7 separate regions of the Mus musculus genome follow, and all the other regions are linked to region 6. Evidence: chromatin contacts called from public Hi-C, HiChIP or PLAC-seq and promoter capture Hi-C data. All regions are on one chromosome and are shown on one strand. The core of a region is the stretch at or near the end of the contact, and the rest is flanking DNA. Distances in the headings are between cores, read along the strand shown.

Region 1 (2,700 bases), core at 61-2,560, 860 kb after region 6:
TGTCATACCCTTCTTTTTGCTCCTAGCTCAGCTCCCTAAATCTGCCCTTAGCTTCAGTTGCTCAGTTACCTTTAGTCCCAGCTCAATGCCCTAAACCTTCCCTCAGCTTAGTTCTGTTTCTAAACTCCGACCTGCTACCCCAGGCCCAGTCGGTGAAGTGGCCAATGGCCACTCTACCCTAGATCTCACGTGACTGGTGGCTTTTCTCCTTCTGAAGCATGGTGATTCTCCTTCTCCCGCTCCTGCATCTCTTAGCCTGCATGCAGGGCCCCTGGAAGTCCTGCCTCATCTCCTAGCTCCAGGTTCCTGCCCTGAGTTCCTGCCCTGATTCTCCTAACTGATGGAGTGCGACCTGAGAATTGTAAGCTGAAACAAACCTTTCCCTTCCCAAGTTACTTTCGGTCATGGTGTTTTATCACAGCAGTAAAAACCTACCCCTTGCACTTATGTGAAAAGTCAGGCACAGCTGTACACGCTTGTGATCCTAAGACTAGGATGGGCAAAAGTAGGATCCACAGAGCTTTCTGGCCAACCAGGCAAAACCCAGTGAGAAGCTCCAGGCCCAGTTAGTGATCCTATCTCAAAAATGATAGAGGAAGATGCATGGCACACACCTGCACACACACCTGCACACACACAGACAGGCACATGTATATACACATATACACAGATACATAGACACATACATACACATATATACACACACACACATGTGCACACACACATATATATATACACACAAACACACACAGATGTACACATGCACACACACATACACACAGATACGCACACATATATACACAGGCACACACACACATGTGCATGCGCACATATGTGCACACATGCATGTGCACAAATGCTTGTACACACACATGCACACATACACACACATAGAGACAGACACACGCATGCACACACAAACACATACAATACATACAGATACACACACACACACATATACACATGTGCACGTACACATACACACACATACATATACACACACAAACACACAGGGGTGGGAGAGGTCAGTGGTTTGGGGAGATATACAATGGATGTTGAATTTCAAATCAAGCATTCCCCTAGCCTTCTTCTGGTAGTAAAGAAAGATATTTGCTCTCAACAGTATTGGAACGGTTATGGAAGAAAACAGTAGTAATTTCGAGACACTCGAGGGTTCACTCATTTTCATAGCCATAGAGACCAGGACACTGACTTGACTTGAACAAATCTCCAGCATTAGAAAATAAGAGTCCATTAATGTGAGGCATTCACTGACGTGTGCGTGGCCTCCTCCCTCGGCTGTATGTCGCAGAGATTTGCTCCTGAGATCATGTCTGTTGTGGCTCATCTCTAGAACATCGCATTGTAGGGTGTATGCATAATAAGACACATTTATTAAGACTAATGCCTTGGCGCAGGCATTTGGTCTCTTCCAACATGTCACATTGAAAACTAATCGTGATAGCAACTGAAAGCGAAAGTCGCAGCAAAGCATATGGAAAATGAAACATGCATGCAGATTCCTACGCAGAATCAGAATCTTGCCTTCTGAGCTAGAGTTGTGATTAGAAAGGACACCTGTCCTGTCAGAAATGTAATTAACTGAATAAGAGAGTAGCTTTGAAAGGAGTTCTCCCCTTTGATGATGGGGTAGACGTGCTCCTGTTTGTGAGAGATGCATAGACTCTATTATACAGCAAACATCTTTCAAACCCTGTGATTCATCGCATATATAATTTTTGAGACTATTTTTAAAAACTACTTCTAGCACCATCTAGTGGTCAGATGGAGGATGTTCTCTTTTCCTCTTTTTTTTTTTTTTTTTTTTTTTTGTCATTTTTACTAAAGAAAAGGAGCCTGGAGCCCACAGTATAGCATTCCAAAGGGTCACCTTGTCCCAGAATGACAAAGCAAGGAATTCACCCATATTAAGTGAGGGGATCTTCTTGCCTGATGTGTCTCACTCAACCACTTTTGTGAGAATGCAAGCCCTGACAGCAATTCAAACCTGCAGGGAGACAGGAGTCCTAGGAACCAGAAGGAGAGGTCTCATTCGGTGTTCACTCAGCTGTAAGGAAATCTAGGTAAAATAGTTCCATTTGGCCTTCTTTTAGACTTATAAAGTGGAAATGATTTTATTGATTTTTCCTTCTTCATGTGGTCGTTATAAAATGCTTTGTATGGCAAGCTTTATTATAAATCTGTATGCGTTGCATATAAGGTTTCTTAGTTACGGTTCTATTGATGTGAGGAGACACCACAGCCAGGGACACTTGTATAATAAAGCATTTAATTTAGGGCTGGTTGACAATGTCAGAAAGTTAGTCAATGATCATCACGGCCAGGAGTGTGGTGGCATGCAGGCGGGCTTGCCTATGAGGCTTGTTTTAAATATAAATTGGCAGGACTTTGTAAGGGTTCATATGCCAGGGTAGTTTTATAGATAAGCTACCCTAAAAAATTAATAAGACATAGCATTAAATCCTTACTTATATATTAGACACTGACTGTATCTAGCCCCTCTTTAACCTCACATAATTATTTATGGGGTAGATGCACTCATGTTCAGATCCATATCTCCTGCTACACCACTATTCTGGATTTTTTAGGCTGATTATATTATCCAAACTAAGGAAGAATTTATTTGGAAGAAACTATTATGGCTGGATCTAAGAGGAGATTACATTTAGTTACTCATTC
Region 2 (2,700 bases), core at 86-2,585, 570 kb before region 6:
GCCCGTGTGAGGCAAACTTTAAGGAAATGCAACCCAGTCTGCATTCCTGAACTGTGTGATATAATTAAATCTCTAATTAAATCTAGATATAATTAAATCTCTTGAAGTAAGTTTGATTCTTTAAAGACATATGTCTTGTTTTCATTAGGATGTTAGAGAAAACTGTGGTGAAAAATAATTTTATGACAGTTTATAGATAAGCCTTCTGGAATAATTCTAAGATTAACAAATTGCTAATTACAACTTTTTTTTGCCCCAGTTAAAAAACAATTTTCTCCCTTGACCTCTTCATTTAAATTGTGTCTACCTTCTATCTATATATTTTCACATACTTATTCATTTATTTACCATACACATATACACATATAAACTATGCATACAGTAGTTTTACTTGTCTTGTGGAAAATGACTCAGGAAATTCAAGTCATGTTTCAAAGAAACGTTGAAATCATGACAACTGAGGAATTGGTTAAGTGTAACAGACATAGTGACTAAATTATAGAATATTTTAAGCAAAAAGTTGACAATAAGGTTCTATTCTGTGTTTATAGTTTATGACTGAAACTATATGATGGGCAAAATGAGAAAGATACAAATCAATGGCAATACTGTGAAGAAAGGCCAAAGAGTTAGACATATTTTCAGAGCCCTATTCCTATGAATAGATATTTATTCTATACTCAAGAAAAAGATGATCTTGATGTATAATTTATAAAAGAATTAAAATTACCTACAGAAAATATAGTTGTCCTAGTGAATAAGTGAACTACAAATGCTAAGACTTCAGTTTTTCTAAGACAAAAGCATGTTCTAAAATGAAGCTGATGGCTGGACTCAGTCCTTGCACAGATTTAGTGTATAATCTCCTGCCTTATGGATGCTCGTAACAGATTTTGTACAAGTTTTAATCATCCAATGTCACTCTTGCAAAGCAAAACAATGCACATAAGAATTTTGCTACTATGTATTTTGCATAAAAGTCTTTGAATTGATATTTTCTTTCTGATAGTGAGAAATAAGTCTGAAGCATTCTGTACTTCCAGTTGGAAAATTTCTGATATCATATAGAAATGTAAATCTATTACCTTCCAAAATATCACATTATTTCTTCCCATTTTTTCTTTCTTTTGCTTTCAACCGTCCTGGGATCAGGTAGCCATGCCATCACAGAAATTAAAATGAAGCAAAGTAAGCAAACAAATCATGACAGATTAAGTTGGTGGGTGGGGAAAAGTTATGGGAACTGATTGCTGCTGAGATTCATACGAGGAGGTATGTTTATATAATTCTAGGCTCATTGCGGCAGGGGGGCGCAGGCTCAGTCCATTTGGCAGAAGGTTGCCTTTTTTTTTTTTTTTTTTTTTTTTTTTTGCATTCTGATATAGCACATCAAACCTGGACAGTATCCCTGTCAGTGGGAAAGGTCAGCCAGATTCCTATTGGGCTCAAAATAGATATCTTTTGTTAACTTCCTTAGGGTAGTAAAATACTGAGGGAATATTTCTATAACTTTACTAGTTTTGAGTCCTCAGTAATATTCTGTGTTATAAAGAAAGAAAGACATGATTAGCATGTATAGAAAGCTTTATTAAGAACAAGCAACATATATGCCTAAGCTGATCTCGTATGGGAAAAATAATCTTAAGAAAATAATCTACAAAACAAATCATACTTTTACAAAAACATTTTAAAAGAAATACAAATAAGAGTGATGACTCTTTCAAAATGCATACGTTCTAAAGTAATATAAATGTTTTAATATTCCTCTTCTTAGGAAACACATTTGCTTCAGAAGCACTCAAATATTTTAAAATGCTTTAAAATATAGTGGAGGTTTTGTCTAAAACATAATGCCTTTATGTTAGATTAACTTTCACTCATTATAAAAGGCATTCTTCTTGATACTTCCTTAGAGAAGTATTTTCAATACAAATATATGCAAAATGACTAGAGGGTAAATTTTTCTAATTAATTCAGAAGTAAGGGATGTTCTGATATTGTACCTTTTACCACTTGTACCTTATAAGGTATAGGCAAATTCTCTAAAATATTCTCAAGTTTATCTGAGTTGATCGGGTAACTCATAACTATTTCAGTTGTAATATTTTAAATGTTTTTCTAGATTCATGTCTGACATTCTACTAAATGGAGAGACAACTCTATGAGATTTTCTCATTTTTATCATATTTGACAGAATTCAAGGAATACATTAAGTTTCTAAAAGTATAAAAATATGATTCAGTTGTTATATGAGAGGCAGAAGTGATGGCACTTTCGGGGTGACTAGGATTATTTGTTTTAGAAAGCAGACAAGTATTTACACCATGAAATCAGTTTTGTTCAGAGTAATAGAGTGGAAGATGCTTCACGAGGGTGTATCAGTGTCAGTCAGATCGCAATTTGCTGTTCACAACATATCAGAGGAATTCACAGATGGCCTGAAGAAATAGGCTAGCCCCCCTGCCAGGCCCACAATGTTACTGAGATTAGCAGAAAACGTATTTGTCTTCTCAATTAATTCATTTGGTTAAATTAGCATTAGCTATTATCATTTCAATGCAAAAGTATATATTTAGCAGGCACTTTTATCATCAATATAAATAAAATAAGCTTTAGCCAGAAAAAAAAATTATATTTTTAAAAGTGATTAGTTTTCAAATAAGTCTTCTGAAACGTAAGTAACTTCAGATGCAAACTGTT
Region 3 (2,700 bases), core at 181-2,680, 640 kb after region 6:
TCCTCTCACCACATTCTACTGGTCCAGGCAGAGCCCCGGCGATCTGCAGGGGCGGGCACAGCAGAGAACTACCTTCACAAGTGAACCCCTCTGCCAGCCCTCAGCTGGGTCCCCAGGATCCCCAAGCCTAGTTTATTTCAGACGTCCTCTCATCGAAACTCATTTGTTAGAGTCTTAAAGGGAATAAAACTCCCAAAAGTCCTCACATGGCATCGGATAACACCTGCTGCCAAGAGAAAAGGTTAACTCTCTGGATGAATGTACAGTAAACTAGTTTTCCCAGGGGACCAGTGGCATGGCCCTTGAGACTTTCTTTGCTGTCTCCTGGGGGACAGCTTTGTGACTCTGGAGATGCCACAGGCTCCAGTGCTATCCCTATTCCCAAGGACGGACACACACACACATCGACCTCTCGGAGCACAGGAATGCCCTTCTCTGGGCAGCTCCTGGGCCCTACCTCCCTGCTCCCACCCCACCACCGGGTCGCACAGCTCGGGTGTGAACTCGGGAGCCACTGGGGGCGCAGCACAGAGCTGGGATCCCGCCCGGTGACTAGGGTTTCTTTGGAAGAACGTGAGAAATGCAGTTTGTCCTCCGGGAATAATGGATGAGCCTGGGGCGGGATGGCGGGGAGGAGAAATTGGGGAGTCAGGGCCGGTGCGGCAGTACCCAAGCCGGACCGGTCATCATTCACTACCACCCCCGCCCCCCCGGACGCGCAACCTCGGGGTCCCGCGTGCCGCCGCGACACTGAGGTCCCCGCCGCCCGCAGAGCACAAAGCCTGCGCGGTCAGGCAAAGTCACCGGCGGCCGCACGCCCCCGGCAGGACGCACCGCGCAGGGCAGAAGCCACTCCGGCAGGCGGCAGGGACCGCGGGCAGGAGAGATGTGGGACTTGTGGCCACTCACCGTTCGAGCTGCGCTCCTGCCGGGGAACAGTCGGGGACACACAGCAGACACTCATCCGGGCAGGGACGCTCCTCCCGGAGAGCCAAAGGGATGCATCGGCGCCAGCAGCAGACGCTTCCTTGTCTTCCTCTCTCCAACCGTCGGCGTCGCTAACTCCTGGGAAAAAGAAAAAAGAAAAAAAAAAAAAAAAAAAAAAAAAAAAAAAAAAGTCCCGGGCAGCAGACGCTGGAAAGTCTCTGCTAAGCCACCTCCCAACGCCGCTGTCCCTCCCAAGTCCTCGCCAAGTCCGGACAAGGCAGCAGCGGCAGCCAGGGCCAGCTGCACAAACTCTCAGCGCATGCTCGGCCGCTGGCTGCCGGGTTGGGTCCTAGTGGGTGTTTCTTGTCCCTCTTACCCAGAGTGACACCCCAGAGAGATTCTTCACCTCTGCGAGATAGAATGCCGGAGAGATTAAAAACCTGCAAAACTAGGAGGAGTCCTTGCAGCACACCCCTTTAAAATGGTACCGTCGTGGGAATGGAGGGTGGGTTATAAGGAAGCAGGCTTTTTATTATATGAAAATATTTGTGTTTGAGAAGGGGGGCCACCGGTGGCCCAACCCAATTCCTGCAATGAGAGACGAGTTTTCAGGACCTTTGTGGAGCCGCCTCCGGTGACTTGTCATTAATGTCCTGCCCTGTGAACCTTATTGATTTGTTGCACTCCCCGATCAAAAGTAGGTAAATAAATATATAAAATAACATTTCTTTCCCACTCTGATCTACTAACATTTGCAAAAACCATCAATGTATCTCTATACAGATTTAGCATCCAGATAGGGAAAAGATCAGGCAATTCTTTCACAAGTTTCCAAAGTTTTTAAACTTTCTCCTGATACTGTGGTGTCTTGGCAATGTTGGTGATTTAATCTGGAAAGGCACATAGGGTAGTGAATCTTTGGAAGCCGCCTTGATTTTTTTTTTTTTTTAACTAGAGATTCAGTAGGGTATCACAGGAACCACATCACAAGAATCACAAAGCATAGCTCCAAACCTATCTTCTATTTCAGAAGTAAGACATTTTCACACTTAAAAATTAAAATTGCTGGCTCATGTTGCTCCCATAAAAGATTAGGTTTTATCCCTCACAGTAGTATATGTTGCTGTGACCATTTGTTTCCTCGTCAAATAGGAAAAACAAAACAAAAAAAAAAAACAAAAAACAAAAACAAAAACAAACAAACAAACAAAAAACTCACCAAAAATTGTGTTACCTTAGATCCAAGCAACATCTTTGAGAAAAACTAATAATCGGAGTCTTCGGGGCAACATGCAGCTGTGGTCTGTATCCATCATCACCTGTCTGCTGTGTGGCCAAAGTGACAAGGAGACGTGCTCTAAATTGGTTGGTACCGAGGTCAAGACCATGAGAGTCAATATGGATGCCCAGGCCTAGGGTATTAACATTCCTCCTAAGCAAATCACTAAGACAAGTTCTAAAAAGCAAACAAGGACAGCCATCCACACAAATTGCCAAGGAAATCGTCAGTCATCCATCAGATGGCCCCCACTCCAGCAACAGAGTGGCTTCAGAAATTGTGGGAGGAGCTAAGAGAGCCGCTTTCATCCCTTGTGTTCACAGGCAAGCGCAAGGTCAGCTGCCTGCGACTGAAACAAACCACCATCCAAACTGTGTGCTGCCACACAGTTCCTGAGAGACCTAAAATTTTCTTCATACAAGGGAGGCTTTGACATTAAAAGGAAGAAATGAATGCCCATAATAAAAATAAAAACTATCTTCCATTGCTAGAAG
Region 4 (2,700 bases), core at 153-2,652, 710 kb before region 6:
AAAAAACCTAGACAAGATTTTCTTTAGCTCATACGAAATCAGTGAAAGTAGAGAAAATACTACATGTTCCCAAATTATGGTTGAAATTGTGAATTAAACATTATGTGGAGCTACTAGAGTACATCTTTTAAAATTATTATCATTATATTCACGTGTTTTCTCTTAACCACACATCACAATATGCTGAAACATATTACATGGCATATTACTGGAAAATATGTGACTGACAGGATTTAAAAATGTTTCTACTGCAAGCCATTTAAAACTTTTTTTCAATAATTAATTCTTGACAGTTCTAGAAAAATCAACGTCTGTAGCAAAGGTTTGGCAAAACACTTTCATTTACATAAGTACACATTGAAATATAATTAAAAAAAGAGATAATGGGGCAGAAAAAAAGAACTGTTTGGAAGACTATGTTCTCTATTCAAATAGGGGAAGTTTCTGGAATATTCAATCAAATATTCACAAATCATTTTAATCAAACAGGCTAATAGCTGAACTTACAAGAATTACAACGAGCCCCCCAAGTTGAGGAATGACTCTTAAGTGTTAACTTATTTTTTCCCCAAATACTTACCTAGACTTGCTTATATGCTCTATGCCCCTAAAATAGAAGCATAGGAAATAGATGATATTGTAATCATGACTGCTGCTTTTGTGTAGTATCCAAAACAAAACAAAACAAAACAAAACAAACAAACAAAAAACAGAAAGCAAACAAAATCAGTAAAGTTGACAAGTTTATCAAATAAAACTCAGAGAATGAACAGAAATATTTTCTAAATTTGAATTAAAGTTGAATCTTCTATAAATTCTCTCTACAAATATTTAGGGATTTTTTTCTGTGGCTTCATTGTGCATTCAAGAACGAGTATTGGAAGAGGATATATTTGGTTCTCTTGTTGAGTTTGCAGGCTAAGATGTGGCTTCTGTCTGACCCAACGGGCTAGCAATGGGACTTGTAAGACATCTTCTTATTGTGTTTGCTGCTTCAAATGCATTGTCTTACAACTTCTCATAAGAGCAATTGGACTCACAGACACATGGAAACTGAAATGAAAGAAAGGAGGAAATTACTTTCAGTGTCATGTATCTTACAAGTCACTAAGCATATATTCATATCCTGGATTGATCTTCCCTGACACCATGTATTTTAAATATCTTAATTTCCTTTTTCATTATAGTCAGAATAAAATGATTTTCTGCAAGCCATTGATTCATCTTCAACTTCTCTAGATGAGAAGGGAATATGAAATTGATAGAAAGAAATACAGAAGATGGGTATTATTAAAGGAGAACTCCGACAAGGGCTAAAAATCTTATCTCTGAAGGTTTGCAAGCAATGCTCACTTCCTTCGTACATAAAAATAAATTTTCTGACAAAAAGAGAAAGCTGACATCTGACTATCCAGATGGCCCTGGGGTGACAGTAACTTCACACACAGCACACCCCTGAAAGTTTACTCTAGCAATAGGAAAAAAATGTGGCTTATTGATTTATAGAATATGAAATTATAACAGACAACTTTAGTTTATTTGTTTAAAATAAATCACAGAAGTTCCAACTACATCCTCAAATGCAATCTTTAAGTTGGTGTTTACCTCATTAATATGAGGGAAATGAGCATTGTCTATATTCTGATGAAGCAAACGACCTGCCTGAGCAGAAACAGTTGGTGTAATTGGAAGTTCCTGAGTGTCACAAACACTAAGGGGCAAAAATTATTCTCTAGTACGTCACTCTCAAGCTGGCGCCCAGTTTCTGTCTTCTTGCCTTATGCTTGCTTCTCAGACCCATATTGTTCCTGTTGCCTTCAATTACATCAGGTAACTGAAGTAAAAACATGTTTTCCTGTTTTTCTACTGTCCTCAACATTATTTTAGACATGAATTTTCATTGAGTTTACATTTTTCTTGTTTTTTTATACTAACAATTGAAAAAAATATATGATAAGTGGTTTAAATATAGGTGACTAGTAATCTCCTCTTAACAGAACATATTCTATAATTTCTAAATGTCCAAATCCTGACATTCGTACCAAGTTATATTGTAACTTCATTCACTTCATTCATTAGTCATTTTATAATTATTTATTCTAATAACCAATCTCTCTTTTTCTCTATAAAATTTAAAATGCTACAGAACAGCATATCCCAGTAAATATTTCTCAATATAATAGTTTTGTGGGAAAATAAATTTTATTACTGTTGACCATTTTCAAGACCATAGTATATTAAAATATTCAAGATACTTAAAATAAAATTAAATTGAACTTGTATTCATAAGATTGGTTATTTCTAATCTGATTCTACCACAAAGAAAAATGTCATAAGTGGATGGTTATGTTCTAACAAAAGTTTTATGCATTATCTTGGAAATCGTGCTTACATTAATAGTAAATAAAATAAGAAGTTCTATTTTGTTCTATCTCAAAATATAAATATGTAGGCCATTAGATGCATTCTCATAAGAATAAAAGTGTCAATATCTTTTTCTTCAATTTTAATTAGATATTTTCTTCATTTACATGTCAAATGCTATCCTGAAAGTCCCCTAAAAATCCTGAAAATATACTCTCTTGATTTTTATTAATTCCTTAGATGAAGAGCTACAAGTACTAATTGCAGCTAAAGATGGAGAATCAGTTTCACCCTGGAAGAAGATTCTACAGAGATAACCAAATTCTACCTGTTCAA
Region 5 (2,700 bases), core at 105-2,604, 610 kb before region 6:
ACATGGAGTGATGTGTTCATAAAAAGACAAAGAGGTATAAAATATGTTCTATGGGGGTGTGGTAAGGTATGGGGAAAGGGATTGTCTCAGCAGGCAGATGTTGAGGAATCCCTTCCCCTGAGGACCAGCCACAAGGTGGTATAGTATCGTATCGTATCGTATCGTATAGAATAGAGTTTATTCACGGCATAGGGAGGGGAGTTAAGAGGGTAGTAGAAGCAAAGAAAGGCAGGGAGAGAGAGAGAGAGAAGAGAAGTAGGCCTACACCTACAGTGACACACCCACTCCAAGGCCACATCTATTCCAACAAGGCCATACCTTCTAATAGTGCTAGTCTTTGGGACAACCATATACTAACCATCACAATACTCATCAGTAACATATCCAGTTTAAATATATATATTTATTTATTTATTTTACAATCAAGTCCTTGCCCCTTTCCTGCTCTACTTTCCTACATTCCTCCTTGCCCATCCCCTAATCTCCAAGAGGATGTCTTCCCCTGCCCTCTGCCCTGGGCCCTCAAGTGTCTAGATTGTTAGGCACGTCTTCTCCCACTGAAGTCAGATCAGGCTGACTTCTGCTGTATATGTGTTGGGGGTCTTGGACCATCTTGTGTATGCTGCCTGTTTGGTGGTTCAGTGTCTGAGAGATTTCAGAGGTCTCAGTTAGTTAAGGCTGCTGGTCTTCCTACGGGATCACCCTTCTTCTCAGCTTACTATTGTCTTTCCCTAATTCAACCACAGAGGTCCCTGTCTTCAGTCCAATGGTTGAGTTTAAATATCTGCATCTGTCTCAGTCAGCTGCATGTTGGACCTCTCAGAAGGCAGACCTGCTAGTCTACTGTCTGTAAGCACATCATAGCATCAGTAATAATGTCAGGCCTTGGAGCCTCCCCTTGAGATGGAAATTTCTTAAGTACATTTATTTAAAAATTGATTAAAATTAAGATAAAGAAGTGAGAAGACCTACATAAGAGTCAGTTACAATAGTGTTTCTGAGTTGCAGAAATACTTTGTGTCTTAAATGCACAGATAGATATACAGCCACAATTACTCAGTAATTAGTTTGAGTAGTTACTTGTTTTAGCAATTTCCTTAAAGTAATAAGGACATTTCAAATCTGATAGATGATTTCCTCTAAGAGAAATGAAGTGATTTTAAAACAAAAACAATACATTTTAATCTGTTAGGAATATTCCCAAATACAACTGCTGTTTGGCATTTAAAAATTAACTGGTGTTTGCTTTGTTATGTTTTTATCCTAATGCTAATGATTTATAGTGGAATTAGCATAGCTACAGAATCTCTAATACCAGAACATCTCACACACTGTCCTTGGGCAAGAAGCCTAGAATTCAGTCTCCCAGCTGAGTTGGGCAGTTGTCCCTGGCAAGTGATTCTGTAAGTAACAGCTGGTCCTGGATTTTAATTAGTGGCCTTATTTAGGTTCCCCAACATTCTTTCTCCAAATATAAACTAAGCAGAGAAGTGAGCATTTATTTAGATAACTAGTACTGTGAAAATTGTGCTGAAACCCTCACACTCAACTAGAATGCGGAAAAAACGATTAACTATGTCTCACTGGATAAAACTCTGATTAAAACGACTAGCTACTTTAATCTTCTATTACATTTTGCCATTTGAATATTAAAATGTACAAGCAATTTCAACTATCATAGAACCTAGTAATGTCTTCTATAGAGATAAAGAAACAAACTTAAAAAAAATGAAGAGGCAAATGTGTATCATTACTCAATAGCAATAGGTTTGTTGTCTAAATGAAATTATTTGGTGAGATGTTTAGTTTGTTGTATTTTCAGAGGTCCAAAGATTATGTTGTTATTATTATTATTATTATTATTATTATTATTATTGTTGTTGTTGTTGTTGTTGTTATTATTATTATTATTATTATTTTATTGTTATAAGGTTACATGGGAATTTAACTAAACTAGAACAATAGGACTGTTAATCATAAATAGCTGAAAGTTACTTCTTTTTAAATAAAATGCACAATAGACTTATTATTTCTCTACATCACTGTTATTATGTTATGCTTAATTACAGCAGTGTCTTGCTGGTAACATTCTATTTTCAATGCAGTTTTTAGGGGTTTCTGAGTCAATGTTTTTATGCCCAACAGAACAAACAGTACCCCAGATCACTAGCCTGTGTTTATTTTGTTTCTTCAAAATTTAAATGACCTAAACTATTTTTAACACAAACAGCTTAAAGTTTAATTGAAACTTAAATTACTATGTATTTTCAACGAGTCATATCTAATAGTTAAAGTAACACAAGTTATTTTAAAATTTGAGTATTTTCTCATTTAAATTCAGCTCTCAGTAGCAATTCTATGTAATTACATTTTAAATGATCATAATTACTATTATTATTAATAGTAATTCTAAAAATACTACTTTGCGCGAAGTGTACTCCTATCACTGTGTGTTTTAAAGGGTGTTTGGTATAATGTAAGAATTGCTATTCAATAGAAATACTTAAGGTTTACGAAAAGCTAGTAAAAACATAAAATAGCTTGTAATTTTGTATATTTAAACATTTTTCAACTATCTTAAAGATTTAATTATATATTTATTTTAATATATTATGTGCAGAGATGTATAATATAGACACTAATTTTTTTTTAAATCGGGTATCACCATATATCCCTGGTTGTCCAAGAATGCAATATTTA
Region 6 (2,700 bases), core at 82-2,581:
GGCCATGGTTGTTAAAAGCTTGGTTTTAAGGAAGACACTTAATGACTGGGGGCGGGGTACACGAAGACCAAAATCGGTTGGCCACTACAATTTTCCTGTCTCTCCTCACATCACTCACCCTTCACCCGGGCACCTTTTCTTTCTTCGGTCATTTTAGATATGGGCAGGGATGCGCAAAGGGCATGAAGAGACACACACTCTAAGAGACTCACGCCCCTGCACACTGACATTTAGAAAAGGGTCTAAATTCTCCTGTCATTTGCAAAGGACAGGGGGAAAGGAGTTGTGGCAAGACCTAACCAGAGGAGATTTGTGTGACTTTTCCAGCAAGTTGGACGGGTAATATATTAGCCTTAGTAACATTAATATCTGTTTTGAACATACATAATTTAAAAAAATAAATAAAGGAACGTGGGAGAGTCACTTAAAAATTCTGTCGCGGAGCTTTGCAGGTTCTGCGACCCAGTCGCCCCCCAAAGGCAACCAATTCCTTCGCGTTCCGCTCTGTTCACCCTCCTTTCCAGCTTTTCTCGAATCTTTTTTTTTTCCTTGCCCCCCTTTCCCACGCTCATCTGGAACCGGGGCTCCGGAGGCAGCAGTAAGCCACCGGTCCCCTTCCTCCTCTCTTCCATCAAACAGCCGCGGCCGAGTGCCTTGAAGCTTCCCTTTGTTCATCCAAGGCTCGCTCATCCCCGGGGTAGAACCACCTGGATGCTCTCGCTTGGTGACATTTGGCGTCGAGGCTGGTGGGTGGCTAGGGTGGAGCGAGAGGAGCCCGAGGGGGCGGGGGCGGAGAAAGGTCAAGGCGAGGGAAAGGCAGGAGACGCCTTTGCCTAACCTGCGTGGCGGGGCTTGCGTGCGGCTCTCGCTCTCTTCCCAGCTTATTTATCGATCGCACCGGCAGAGCTGCGCGCGGTGCTCGGGGGAGATGCGGGACCACCCACTGGCGGGGAAGCAGCGAGCGGCCCTCTCGCGCCCCCGCGCCGCCGAGCGCCTCCTGCCTCCGCGCCCGGACGCCAGCCCGCTCCCGCCTCGGTCCCGGCCCCACGCCGCCACCGCCCGCCCCGCAGCCCCGCAACCCCGCAGTCCCGGCGCCCCGCAGCCCCGCAGCGCCCCGACCCCGGGGACGCCGGCCGCGCAGTAAGTTGGCAGGAGCGAGTGGCCTGGGCGGCTCGCCTCCCCCGCACCTTTTTGAACTTGTTGCTGTTGGCTCTGCTCGCCTGCGCCTGGCTTTTGGGAAGGTGACAAGGAGGAGGGAGGCACGGAGGGTGGGGGAAGGGGACGGAGAGCTCGCCAGAGCTTTATTTATGCTCCCCGGGAGCCTGGGATCTGGCTGCTCGGGAGCCGCTGGCTCTGCCTTTCCCTTTCCGGGTACAAGGCGACAGCAAAGTCTCTATGCAACTCAGCCCCGGTGCGCACTTTGCCAGGTATGTACCGCGGGCGAGGCGCGTTCTGCGCGGAGGCAGATGCTGCTGCCGCCACGGCGGCGGCGGCTGCCAGCTCCCAGGCTCTATAACTGTCACACTGCACCTGAGCTGAACTTGAACAGAGAGTGAAAGGGCCCATCGGGCAAACGCTCTCGGCTAGCGCAGAGGGTGTCAGTCGTCGTTGTGGGGGGGAGAAAGAGCTCTAGACCGACGCCCCCCGCCGCGAGCCCTGCACTTCACCTCCATCTCTGCAAGCGCAGCGTGAGTACAGGCGGCCAGCGGACTCCAAGGGACGCGGGACAGCGGCTGTGACCGCATCTCCGGAGCTACAACAACAGGTCGTCTTTTTGAGACGCCTTTGGCGGGAAGGACCACTTCAGCAAAAGGGGAAGGTGAAAGGGTTCTTTCTTTTAAGAGACTACCACTGACTGGTTGACTTTCCCTGTTTCCTCTCTCCTGCTCTATATACCGACCCCATATCTACCAGACTGTATCAGGGGAGAAGCGAAGACACCTGTTTGAAGCCAGGCTGTCTCCGAAGTCACCTGTACGTTTACATGTGCCAGGACCTGCCCTGGTCCAACTGTTGGCAGAGATTTGTTTAGGCTTTATGGAGAGAGATTTTTAGGTCACTGTATTTTTTTTTTCTTAGTATTCCAAATACTTCTGTGAGGGAAACCTGACCTTCTTGAGTACTGTGACTTGACCTGCGCCACCTTGGAATAATCGTGTTCCTGTGAGCAGTGTCCCCCCAGTGTTTTGCCTGAGGTGAAGAAGTGGGGGGCACTTTCTTACTTTCATTGTGTTATTTTGGGTGACCCCCCTGCTCACTCTCGTGACCTCCACTTCCAGACAACATGGCAGCCGGTGTTGCAGCATGGCTGCCCTTTGCCAGGGCAGCCGCCATTGGGTGGATGCCTGTTGCTTCGGGGCCTATGCCTGCGCCCCCAAGACAGGAGAGAAAAAGGACTCAGGACGCTCTGATAGTGCTGAACGTGAGTGGCACCCGTTTCCAGACATGGCAAGACACCCTGGAACGATACCCAGACACTCTGCTGGGTAGTTCTGAGAGAGACTTTTTCTACCACCCAGAGACCCAACAATACTTCTTTGACCGTGACCCGGACATCTTCCGCCACATCCTCAACTTCTACCGCACGGGGAAGCTTCACTATCCCCGCCATGAGTGCATCTCGGCTTATGATGAAGAACTGGCCTTCTTTGGCCTCATCCCAGAAATTATTGGCGACTGCTGTTATGAGGAGTACAAGGA
Region 7 (2,700 bases), core at 46-2,545, 730 kb after region 6:
CGTGGCTGCTTTTGAACAAAGAGCACAAACAGATAAATAGTTTTAGTACAAAATTTAAATTAAACAGGTGTAGACTAAATATATTTAACATTCAAGTAATAAGAAAATGGCTTTAAAAGAAGACAAAAGAGAATACAAGTATGTCATTGTAAATAAAATTGTAACATAAAAATATTGAGTAGTGAATAAAATGTGTCATACTGATTTATTTTCTTTTGTATGAGAAAGGGTCTTCCATAATCTGGGTTGGCTTCTAATTGCCTATGTTGCCAAAGCTCACACTCCTAATCCTCCTGTCTCAATTCTCCCACTTAGGGGATTACAGGTGTGTGGTGTTATAATCCACCAGATAGTCTAAGAAGGGATCATTTTCCCCAAAACACAGAAGCATTTAGTGTACGAATTTTTATGAAAGGCATTTTTAAGATAGAAACGGGGCGGTGATACACTTGTTATACCACCAGTGAACATTTGCTAGGGTTATTAAAAAAGCCTGCCCAGAACTATAAACATTAACCCAGCTACTTACCCAACATAAATTTAAATCATTGTTAGTATATGCCAGCAATGCATTAAATCACTATAATTTATGGTTGGTTGTTATTTATTCATCTATTTATTTACTTTATTGCGGATGCATTTGAACAGTTGTTTTACAATGAACACAAGATACACCGCAAAACATAACTGGCTACTGAATACTATTTTGGGTGTCTTTTAATTTGGGAAATGCACATTCGCTCCAGTCTCACTATAAATTATCTTAACGTTGCAGGGACACCAATCACTTGTCCCATTTATTTATCAGGAGTGAATAATGAAGATAAATTCCAGCAGCGAGTTCTGTTCTAAACAACCTGAATTTTCCGAACTTAGCCGATTATTCTAGCGTTTGGAATCTTTGCTATTTGCCTAGCACAGCCAGAAATCCATGACTCACAAACGGCGGGCTTAGAATCACCGCCCAGAACAGGTGAAAAGTTGTTCCTAGTTGTGTCAGGCAGGCGCATACAACTCCCGTCATCCCCCATGTAAGAAATCAACAAATAAACAGAGGCACCGCATTTCGGATTCTGGCGTGCCCGTTTCGCGCAGGCGTGTGGTTTCTGTAGTTGCCACTCCAAGAGACACCCTCACTAATGGCCACGCTCGGGGAAAAAGAAGACTACATTTCCCAGAATACCGCGGAGATCCGCACCGGCCGGTTGACGTCATCGCTGCAGACAGCCAATAGCAACGGCGGGCGGCAGTGAGGCAAGCGCCGTCAGGCGCCAAAGTGGAGCCTTTTTTTTTTTCCTTTGCTTTTTTTTTTTTTTTTTTCCTTTGCCGGAGTCGAGCGGGTGCTGCTAGCGGAGGCGCCATATTGGAAGGGACAAAACTCCGGCGACAGCGAGTGACACAAATAAACCCCTGGACCCGTTCGTCCCCGCAACAGTCAGGGCCGCGATGTTGTACCTAGAGGACTATTTGGAAAGTGAGTGCGCGGCGCCGGCGACGCGGCGGGCGGGATCGGCGGCGGGCGGGAGCGCGAGTGGCCGGGCGGGCGGGATGGCGGGAGGGAGGGGGAGCGGGGGATGTTTCTTTCTCACGGTAACTGGCAGCCTCGTTGTGAGCCGCCCCCCCTCCCGTACGCACGCACGCACGCACGCACACACGCGTGACGCCAGCGCGTCCCTTCGCCGTTGGCCCCGCCCTCTGACGGACTGTGCCTTTGACAGTGATTGAGCAGCTTCCGATGGACCTACGGGACCGCTTCACGGAGATGCGCGAGATGGATCTGCAGGTGCAGAGTAAGTGGCGCGTCTCCACGGCCCCGCGCAGCCCCGGCCTCCCTCGGGCATCGCCTGGCGGGTCCTCCGCGCTACTTTTTTCAGGCTGTGACAAGGAGGCGGCGGGCACACCGTACCGTTAACACGCGGGGCACAGCAAACACAGTTGTTTGTGTACTGCATGGAGATGACGACACTGCACCGCAGTGGAAACTCGCGTGATTTTCAGAAGGTTTGCACCCGAGCCTGGATGTGGAAACTTGGAGTTCTGCATTCAGACTTAAAAGTTCATTACATTCCGAATTTCTCCAGAGCAAAGACATAGAAGGGCAGGCTAGGGACCCTAGTGAACTCGGAAGGCCGAACTTTGACAAGTTGCATATTAATGGAAGACACTTAGAGCTGTGAACAGCGTGGACACTTTCTCAGCCAGAAATGAGTGAGAGAGATCAGATTTTAAGGAAATCACCCGCTTGCTCTTTAGAAAACTGTAGACGTTTGATAGGCTTCCCTACTGGTTTCTTGTTTTGTAAACACAACCACGTCATTCAGGCTGGTCTCACACTCAATATGTATAATAATCCTAGGCTTGCTCTAATCTCCTCATCTTCCTGCTTCTGTCTGCCTAGTGCTTGGCTTTTCAGGCATTGCTAGCATTGATTTTTTTTTCTGTCAGTGCTTGGCAGCTTTATATGTGACTTATTTCCAAAATGAACCTTGTTCTTTTGAAAAAGCCAGACTGGAAGAGGCTCAAAGGTAACTTGAGTTTGCTAAGGGCTTGTTCTCTTCATTCATGAGCCTCTGCCGCCCCTGCCCCTCATTTCTGTACCTTTTGTCCCTGACTGTACTTTTCTCATCTCAGTCTCTGGGTCATCTCTTGGGGTGCATTGCCCAATAGCCTCTCATAAATCTGTGACTGGAATAGGTGTGC

The links. Promoter capture Hi-C pulls out the DNA fragments that hold promoters and counts their contacts. Hi-C and Micro-C count contacts between places; a contact is called where the count stands out from the background. HiChIP or PLAC-seq counts read pairs in DNA pulled down with a chosen protein or histone mark.
Region 1: an H3K4me3 HiChIP or PLAC-seq map of forebrain shows a contact between it and region 6, with 18 times the contacts expected there. The contact joins the enhancer-like site here to the promoter of Kcnd2 in region 6. A contact is called at or near these places in 1 of 39 promoter capture datasets (hippocampal neurons), 3 of 484 Hi-C or Micro-C datasets (cerebellum and cortical neurons), 3 of 115 datasets of contacts at active chromatin or transcription factors (embryonic forebrain, forebrain and neural progenitor cells) and 1 of 9 other capture datasets (embryonic stem cells).
Region 2: a contact with region 6 is called in a Hi-C map of cerebellum, with 5 times the contacts expected there. The contact joins the enhancer-like site here to the promoter of Kcnd2 in region 6. A contact is called at or near these places in 1 of 39 promoter capture datasets (hippocampal neurons), 4 of 484 Hi-C or Micro-C datasets (cerebellar granule neurons and cerebellum) and 1 of 9 other capture datasets (embryonic stem cells).
Region 3: a contact with region 6 is called in an H3K4me3 HiChIP or PLAC-seq map of forebrain, with 12 times the contacts expected there. The contact joins the promoter of Tspan12 here to the promoter of Kcnd2 in region 6. A contact is called at or near these places in 2 of 484 Hi-C or Micro-C datasets (cortical neurons and embryonic stem cells) and 1 of 115 datasets of contacts at active chromatin or transcription factors (forebrain).
Region 4: a Hi-C map of cerebellum shows a contact between it and region 6, with 3 times the contacts expected there. The contact joins the enhancer-like site here to the promoter of Kcnd2 in region 6. A contact is called at or near these places in 2 of 39 promoter capture datasets (hippocampal neurons and liver), 3 of 484 Hi-C or Micro-C datasets (cerebellar granule neurons and cerebellum), 1 of 115 datasets of contacts at active chromatin or transcription factors (stem cell-derived neural progenitor cells) and 1 of 9 other capture datasets (embryonic stem cells).
Region 5: a Hi-C map of cerebellar granule neurons shows a contact between it and region 6, with 4 times the contacts expected there. The contact joins the enhancer-like site here to the promoter of Kcnd2 in region 6. A contact is called at or near these places in 3 of 39 promoter capture datasets (embryonic stem cells, hippocampal neurons and stem cell-derived epiblast-like cells), 2 of 484 Hi-C or Micro-C datasets (cerebellar granule neurons and cerebellum), 1 of 115 datasets of contacts at active chromatin or transcription factors (forebrain) and 1 of 9 other capture datasets (embryonic stem cells).
Region 7: a contact with region 6 is called in a promoter capture Hi-C map of hippocampal neurons, with 4 times the contacts expected there. The contact joins the promoter of Ing3 here to the promoter of Kcnd2 in region 6. A contact is called at or near these places in 3 of 39 promoter capture datasets (cranial neural crest, hippocampal neurons and neural stem cells), 2 of 484 Hi-C or Micro-C datasets (cortical neurons and forebrain) and 2 of 115 datasets of contacts at active chromatin or transcription factors (astrocytes and forebrain).

What each region holds. Positions count from the first base shown.
Region 1 is chr6:22,069,846-22,072,545 of GRCm38.p6, forward strand. The region is part of intron 4 of Cped1 (cadherin-like and PC-esterase domain containing 1); the gene reads left to right. Among named protein-coding and RNA genes, the nearest start is that of Cped1, 85 kb to the left of the region's middle. Within about 2 kb of position 1,311, at least 33 of the 459 cell types and tissues checked have an H3K27ac peak or open chromatin away from gene starts, as enhancers often do. A contact at or near this core is called in cortical neurons, forebrain and hippocampal neurons, where this site is marked.
Region 2 is chr6:20,639,151-20,641,850 of GRCm38.p6, forward strand. No RefSeq gene overlaps it. Among named protein-coding and RNA genes, the nearest start is that of Gm38772, 330 kb to the right of the region's middle. Within about 2 kb of position 1,336, at least 2 of the 459 cell types and tissues checked have an H3K27ac peak or open chromatin away from gene starts, as enhancers often do. A contact at or near this core is called in cerebellar granule neurons and cerebellum, where this site is marked.
Region 3 is chr6:21,851,103-21,853,802 of GRCm38.p6, forward strand. Tspan12 (tetraspanin 12) reads right to left here and starts at 1,431. Exons shown (of 9, transcript NM_173007.4): 1 at 1,304-1,431; 2 at 910-1,065; 3 at 1-43. Gm30270 (a long non-coding RNA gene) reads left to right here and starts at 1,316. Exons shown (of 2, transcript XR_377371.2): 1 at 1,316-1,624; 2 at 2,167-2,681.
Region 4 is chr6:20,501,134-20,503,833 of GRCm38.p6, forward strand. No RefSeq gene overlaps it. Among named protein-coding and RNA genes, the nearest start is that of Gm38772, 470 kb to the right of the region's middle. Within about 2 kb of position 1,403, at least 2 of the 459 cell types and tissues checked have an H3K27ac peak or open chromatin away from gene starts, as enhancers often do. A contact at or near this core is called in cerebellar granule neurons and cerebellum, where this site is marked.
Region 5 is chr6:20,602,992-20,605,691 of GRCm38.p6, forward strand. No RefSeq gene overlaps it. Among named protein-coding and RNA genes, the nearest start is that of Gm38772, 370 kb to the right of the region's middle. Within about 2 kb of position 1,355, at least 22 of the 459 cell types and tissues checked have an H3K27ac peak or open chromatin away from gene starts, as enhancers often do. A contact at or near this core is called in cerebellar granule neurons and cerebellum, where this site is marked.
Region 6 is chr6:21,214,015-21,216,714 of GRCm38.p6, forward strand. It overlaps Kcnd2 (potassium voltage-gated channel, Shal-related family, member 2), which reads left to right and starts at 1,332. Exons shown (of 6, transcript NM_019697.4): 1 at 1,332-2,700. The coding sequence starts at 2,285.
Region 7 is chr6:21,948,320-21,951,019 of GRCm38.p6, forward strand. It overlaps Ing3 (inhibitor of growth family, member 3), which reads left to right and starts at 1,296. Exons shown (of 12, transcript NM_023626.4): 1 at 1,296-1,474; 2 at 1,719-1,790. The coding sequence starts at 1,447.